2 separate regions of the Mus musculus genome follow, and region 1 is linked to region 2. A link is a contact called in public capture Hi-C data. All regions are on one chromosome and are shown on one strand. The core of a region is the stretch at or near the end of the contact, and the rest is flanking DNA. Distances in the headings are between cores, read along the strand shown. Region 1 holds the start of Gng7 (guanine nucleotide binding protein (G protein), gamma 7). Region 2 holds the start of Arhgap45 (Rho GTPase activating protein 45).

The links. Capture Hi-C pulls out chosen DNA fragments and counts their contacts.
Region 1: a capture Hi-C map of macrophages shows a contact between it and region 2, with 5 times the contacts expected there. The contact joins the promoter of Gng7 here to the promoter of Arhgap45 in region 2. A contact is called at or near these places in 1 of 39 promoter capture datasets (pre-B cells) and 1 of 9 other capture datasets (macrophages).

Annotation. Positions count from the first base shown.
Region 1 is chr10:81,013,071-81,016,301 of GRCm38.p6, reverse strand. Gng7 (guanine nucleotide binding protein (G protein), gamma 7) reads left to right here and starts at 1,377. Exons shown (of 4, transcript NM_010319.3): 1 at 1,377-1,446.
Region 2 is chr10:80,014,866-80,018,389 of GRCm38.p6, reverse strand. It overlaps Arhgap45 (Rho GTPase activating protein 45), which reads right to left and starts at 1,718. Exons shown (of 23, transcript NM_001142701.1): 1 at 1,472-1,718; 2 at 286-610. The coding sequence starts at 1,564. It overlaps Abca7 (ATP-binding cassette, sub-family A (ABC1), member 7), which reads right to left. Exons shown (of 47, transcript NM_001347081.2): 46 at 3,203-3,443; 47 at 2,818-3,084. The coding sequence ends at 2,932.

The DNA of each region.
Region 1 (3,231 bases), core at 128-2,627, 1.0 Mb before region 2:
ACCCATGTAGCCCAAACTGAACTCAAACTTGGGGCAGTCCTCCTGCCTCATCTTCTCAAGTGCTGGAAGATAGCCCAACTCTGCATCTACCAGGTGAACCACAAACAGTAGTAGGGTCTGGGGACAGCCTGGATGGGATGTGCCAGGGAAGAACACTGAAGAAAGGTTCTGGGCTTTCTCTGAATATAAAGTGCAGTGTTTGTGTGTGTTTGTGTGTGTGAGCACACGTGCATGTGTGTGCCTGTCTGTGCATGTCTGTGGTGGGGGCATTCATATGTGTGTGCATGTATGTGTGTGGATGTGTGTGTGGATGATAGCCAGGTTCCTTCAGGAATGACAAGAGTCCAGGGAGCCGAGCCAGTAGATTGTCTGTCACAGAATGTCAGTCCACACCAGAATCCTGAGGTCACCCACCCAGGGGCTGCACTGGTCTTTCCCTGGGATGGCTGTTACCTGCAGGGATGTTCCAGATGTCTCTGAGGTCACCAAGAAAACTTGTAGAGAATGCAGACCCATGGGCTGGGGCTTCCAGCATGAGTCCCTGGTGCCACTGCCCCCACTGGAGAGTCAAAGTCATCCTCTCCTGCATGGTGAGTTCAAGGCCAGCCTGGGCGGTTTACTGTGACCCTGTCTTAAAATATATATATATGGCTGAAGTTATAACCCAAGCCAAGTACTGCAAAAGCCAAAAAAAAACCCAAGTAACAGAGAGAATAGAAAAAACCGGAGATGAACATCAGAATACAGAAATGATAAACAAGCAAATAAAAAATCAGTATTTCCTCACTATCCTGGGTCTCTGCTCGGGATTCAAACTCGTTCCTTGAAAACCACAAGGGAGCTTCCTGTCCCTGGCTCCCATGGGGTTTTTTGACTGGACCTTGCTGTTCTGTTAGATCTGGGCTGAGATGGGGAGTTTGATCGGTGTTTTCTTACTGCTAAAATGATGCTCAGCGGAAGATGAATATTATCACAATATGGGATACAAATGTATGCAAACGTCATAATGAAACTCATTATACCATACAATAAATACACACCAATAAAATAAACTCGAAAATCCAAACAAAACAAAGCCTGACTTAGTACATGCCTAACGTTAAGCAGCTTCTCCTCAGAGAGGCCCCTTTGATTGCACCATTGATTGCCAATCTTTAGACGCATAACCCCGCCCTCCAGCTAGTGAATGGCCCGTGGAGACGCCATTCCTGGGTTTGGCCCGCCCACTCGAGCCCGAAGCCCCGCCCTGCCCCCAAGGCTAAGCCTACCAGACTGTCGGCCCTAGGCTCCTCCTCTGGACCAACCTCCGCCACCTTGGCTTCTGATTGGTCCGAATGCTACAGAGGCTCCGCCCTCATCGCGGGAGACCCCGCCCCATGGAAGAGCCCTCTCTAGGCCCCGCGGTGCGTTCGGCTGTGCGGCTGCTGAGACACTGGCTGGAGGCAGGTGAGCTCCGCATGCTGAAGAGACTCGGGGTGTATCGGGGAGGAGTGGGCTGCCTCAGAGAGGACGGGGGCAGCCCAGAGAAGTGGGGTGAAGTCAGACAAGAGTGGGGTGCAGTCAGAGAGAGTTGGGGTGCAGTCAAAGAGGAGTGGGGTGCAATCAGGGAGGAATGGGTGGCAATCAGTTATGGAGGAGTGGGGTGCAGTCAATTAGGGAGGAGTGGGGTACAGTCATACAAGACTGAGTTTGGTGCAGTCAGATACGTATTGGGTAAGGTGACAGGAGTGTGGTGTAGTCAGGGGAGTGGCGTACAGTCAGGAGAAGTGGGGTACAATAAGGGAGGAGTGAAGTGAAGTCAGACAACAGTGGGATACAGACAGAGAAGAATGGAGTTCAGTCATGGAGAAGAGGGGTGCAGTCAGGGAGGAGTGGGGTGCAGTCAAGGAGGAGTGGGGCACTACCTGTTTGCTGTTTGGTTGCACACAGTACCAACACCTTGGAGACAAAGACATAGAGCAGGGGGAAGGTACCTGTGTGTCCCTCTCAGGGACTCAGGGTACATAGGCTTAGATCTTGGGGTGCACAAGGCTCCAGTGTTGACTGACTGTTTCAGAAACTTCCTGTGGGAGTGTTAGGGGCAATAGTGTTAAGGTGTGTGGGCAGCTCTCCACTGCGGGGGTGGGATGGGGTGGGGGTAGGGGCGAGGTGGGAGAGAGGGTGACGGTGGCTGGCTGGGGGACCTCTTGTTATAGCACTGAAACTGTTGCCAGGTGTCAGGGAACCAGGCACCAAGTTCACCGGTTTGCAGCTGCAGACAGGTCTAGTGCTCTCAGTGGCTTTGGGACTCTGCTTTGATCTGTTAGCTGCTGTCCCTCAGTCCTCAGTCCCCCCTACCTCCTCATGAGGGCAGGGCAGCTAGCCCTGGGTAGGCTCCCTGCAGTATCTGCCAGGGAAGATATGTGTTAAGGCCATTCTGGTGCAAGCTGTCACAGAAAGACTATGAGGAACCCCCCTTGACTCCCACCATCCTGGGGTGCAAATGAGAATCTCTACCCCGGTGGTGGCAGGCGTGCTCTCCCAGTCCTTAGGAAACTGAGGCAGAAAAATGGAAAATTTGAGGCTAGCTTAGGCTACATAGTGAGTTCCAGGACAGCCACGACTGCAGAGTGAGACACTGTCTCAAAAACACCACAGTCAGCTTGCAGTTTAGTGTAAGATTGTCTCTGAACTTGGGTGACTCTGCTGTGCAGGGAACACTGGGTAACATCTAGGGACATGTGTAACTTTCTCAAATCAGGGAGGAGGTCCTGGCATGCAGTGTGGAGCCTAAGACTGCACAGTGCCTTGCAGGGCCCATAGTGTCCCACAGACAATGAACAGGCCCAGTGTCCACAGCCCAGAGGTGTGAAAAACTGCCTGAGATCTATGCAGCCAGGTTGGAAGGATGTGGACTGGGATAGAGCCCGGGGTGGAGAACCTGCCTAGAATCCCCCAGTGAGGCACTAGGGTTGGAAGCCATGTCCATCCTCCTGCCTCAGGCTCTACAGTGCTGGGATTACAAGGTATTTGTTAGGATGCTTAGTTCTTCCAGGTGGCTCGTTCTGTTCTGTTTTTAAGACAAGGTCTCCTGTAGCCCAGGCTACCTCCAACTCTCTCCTGATCCTCCAGTCTCTGTCTTGAGTGGCAGGACAGGTATGGGTCACCACACTTGGCCCTGTGAAGGTTGCTCATACTCCGATTTCTATTGCTTTGCTTTTCTTCCTTCCTTCCTTCCTTCCTTCCTTCCTT
Region 2 (3,524 bases), core at 469-2,968:
TCTCTTTCTCTTTCTTTCTTTCTTTCTTTCTTTCTTTCTTTCTTTCTTTCTTTCTTTCTTCCTTCCTTCCTTCCTTCCTTCCTTCCTTCCTTCCTTTCTTTCTTTCTTTCTTTCTTTCTTTCTTTCTTTCTTTCTTTCATTCTTTCTGAGTCAGGGTCTCACTGTAATTCTGGCTGACCTGCATAAGACTCAAGTGTAGACTCACAGAGATCCTCCTGCCTGAGTGCTGGGCTGAGAGGCTGCCCACCTCCTGCCCTCCCTCCGTGCTGCTCTGAAGATCCTCACCGTCCTGCAGCACACACTCCTTGAGCTTCTCCAAGCCCTCAGCAAAGCGGGCCACATCCGCCAGCAGGGTTGAGATGTCTTCTACGCCATCAGGGAAAGCTCCCTCAGTGGGTAACTCTGCCGGACTGGCCGCAGAAAGGGGGCTTCGGTACCCACGGCCCAGGGTCCAGGTGGCAGTGCCCGAGAGCGGGAAGCCTGCTGCACTGGCATGGCGGCTCAGGCTGGTGGGTCTTTTGAGTGTCCCTGTGCCCTTGGCTACCGTGGACAGGGATGTGGCTGGTGGCTCCAGGCCGGGAGCTTCTGTCCAATCCTTCCTGGGCAGCTCCTAGGTATGCATAGGGAAGAGGAGTCAAGGGGATCCCCCATCCCAGACACTGCCTCAGTTTCCCCAGAAAGTCCTCACAGGGGTCAGAGGTCAGTGGGCAGAGAATTTTAAGCTCCCCCCCCCCCACCTGTTACCCAACATCCTCCTGTCTATAGCTTTCACAAACAACCGTCCCTACCCAAACCACAGCCAGAGGCGGGGCCTGTGGGGCACAGGAGGGAGGGGGCACCCCACTTCCTGGTGGGGGTGGGGAGGACTCTTGTGAGTCTCTAACCCTGTAGCCACCCCAGATACCTCTACGGGTGTCCACTTTCTAAAAACATGGATAACTTCTGTGACCTGAAAAGATCATCAGGCTCCTGTGTCTCAGGACACCCCCAGACCTAGTAGAGGTACCCCTAAACCTCACAAATTCTCAAAAGCTCAGCAGGCAGCAGCAGGTCCTGGAGAAACTTGGAGACCCCCCCAATCTGCTCTGTACACCTGCACCCCAGTTCAACACCAGTTCCCCATTGGCTTTCAGAACCCTAAAATTGCCCAGACCCCATATTACAGTGTAGTCACTAGACTCCAATACCAGTTCTACCCACTACCCACAACCGTCATTGGCACACGACGGGGACATCCCTCATCAAGATGGGTGACTTGGTTGCCACCCAAGGCCATCCCTACCTACCGTAATGCGGCCTCCTAGGTTCAGGCCACTCCTTGTCGCCGGCCATTCTGCCTGGTGTGGACTATAGCTGGCCCGGTTCCCCCAGCGTGGACCCAGCATGGTGTTGTAGTTGCATGCTATGCCCATCAGTGACCACAGGCTGTGGGTGTCATCCTGGGTCCCCACCCGCTCTGTGCCCCACTCACCCCTGAGGAGGACTGCGGGTTGGGGCTCCCCGCGCGGTTCTTTTTGGAAATAGAGGGAGTTTTCATAAGTTCTCGCTTCTTCCGAGAGAACATGGTGGAGTCAGCCCCAGTGGCCCTAGGTGAGGACAGGCGGGCAACGGCAGGGTGGGAGTCTGGGGGTGGTCTCAGTCCTGCAACTCCTGGTGCAGGCTGTCTCTGGACCACATTGCTCAGGGCCACCCCCTCCCCAGCTGTCAGAGCCACACGTGACTGGCTTGGCTCTCATTGGCGCATAAGTCTCCTACACAGGAAAAGGCTCCCCAGCAGAGGGAGGGAGGTGACACCTCAGATCCGCCCCCAGTGTGACTGTCCCAAGTGTCAGCTCTTATAGGACTCTGCACACTGACTCTGACACAGGTTCCCCACAGCAGGCCACCTTCCACTTGCAGCCTGTGTCCTGTGTGGCCACCCGATCCAGGCATTAGCTGACTCTTGCTTGGGACATAACATACAGTCAAGAAAGGCAGTGTCATGTGTATACTGATATGAAAGACCAGAGAGGAGGCTGAGCAACAGGTTCACACACAGATCAAACAGACACCCCCTGAGTCCCTCACCATGCACAGGTGACCCCCCATTCCCTATAATCACCAGCCTTACAGTCTTCTGGGGACCATAGGACCTGAAGGTGCCATGCCTGGGTGGCTTCCATCCAGCAACCCAGGAGCTCCACTGCCCTGCTGGCCTCCACTTAGCTCCCACTCCCACTCTGCCCTCTATATCCCAGCTCTGAGCTTCAGGTCTCAGGATCCCCAGAGGTACTATTTAATAATTTAGACACCATGTCCCTTAACCATCCCAAACTCCACTGACCTCAGGCACACTGGGTGGCTCTCGGGGACACAGCCCAGAAAGGCCGCAGCCTGCAGTACCTAGGCCCGCTCTCCAAGCTCTGGTCCAGCCACAAACCCAGCCGAGGAGCCCCTTAAGGGTCCCGTGCCTCCCACTCATAGTTGGATGGCTGGGGGTGGGCTTGGGAGGTTGTCTCAGGATGAAGACTGGCTGGCTCTGGGGTGGGCTTCTGGTCCGGTCAGGCCAGGAAAGTACCAGGGTCCTCTATACCGTCTGGAACATTCCACAAGCCTGACCTCATCTCTACTTCACGGTCAGAAACACTCACAAGTCCCGCCCTTGGGTGTCAGACCCACATAGGTACATGCAGGTCAGGATACGTGTGACTGGACACCTGGGAAGTGTCCGTGTTGCAGGCAATTCACAGCAGGACACACGCGCATACTGTACATGTGATAGTGTATGGGACTGTACAGAGCTAAGACTCCTAAAACACAAACTCAGCCGTGGCCTCATTCTCATTCTAGTTTCTTTTTATTTCCCCCAGAGCCCAAGGCTTTCTGGGAGCCAGCGTATGGTACAGAGATCCTCTGTCTGAGCTTTGCCACTCAGTCCCAAGGCAGGCATGCTCAGATCATGGTCTCCACAGAGCTGGGGTCTTCCAGGAATCGGCTGACACGTTTGGGATGCTGCCGGCCAGGTTTGGAAACCTCCTCTTCTTCAGCCTCCTGCCGACTGCTCTCTTCCTCTTCCCCTTGGTCTTTGGAGAAATATAGGAACACCTGGCAGGGCAGAGACATGGAGGGGGCAGAAATGCATGGGGTGGGGGTAGATGTCAGCCCAGGGTCCTGAGGCACCTCAGCTCTTCCCTTCAAACCCTTTGATGGTGCCCGAAGTCACCTCCTCCAGAGTGGTCTGGCTCACAGAGAAGTCCTCCACACCGTGGGCCCTGCCCTGGGCAGCCAGCTCCCTGAACACTCGTGTCAGGGTGCATCTGCCCCCCGGTGGCAGTTGGAAGCGCAGACGGCTGCCGTGCACCTCCCGGAGTTCAGCCCCAGGGAATGTGATCCTGATGAAGGCTATCGCCGGCTCAGGCTGGTCCGGTGGGACCCTTAGAGTCAGTGTGTGGCCAGCCCCGAACCTGGAGGGGACAGGACCAGGGATGCAGGCCATGGCCCCTATTGCTCCTCGAAATCTCGATACTCCCTACTAGACCTGTCCT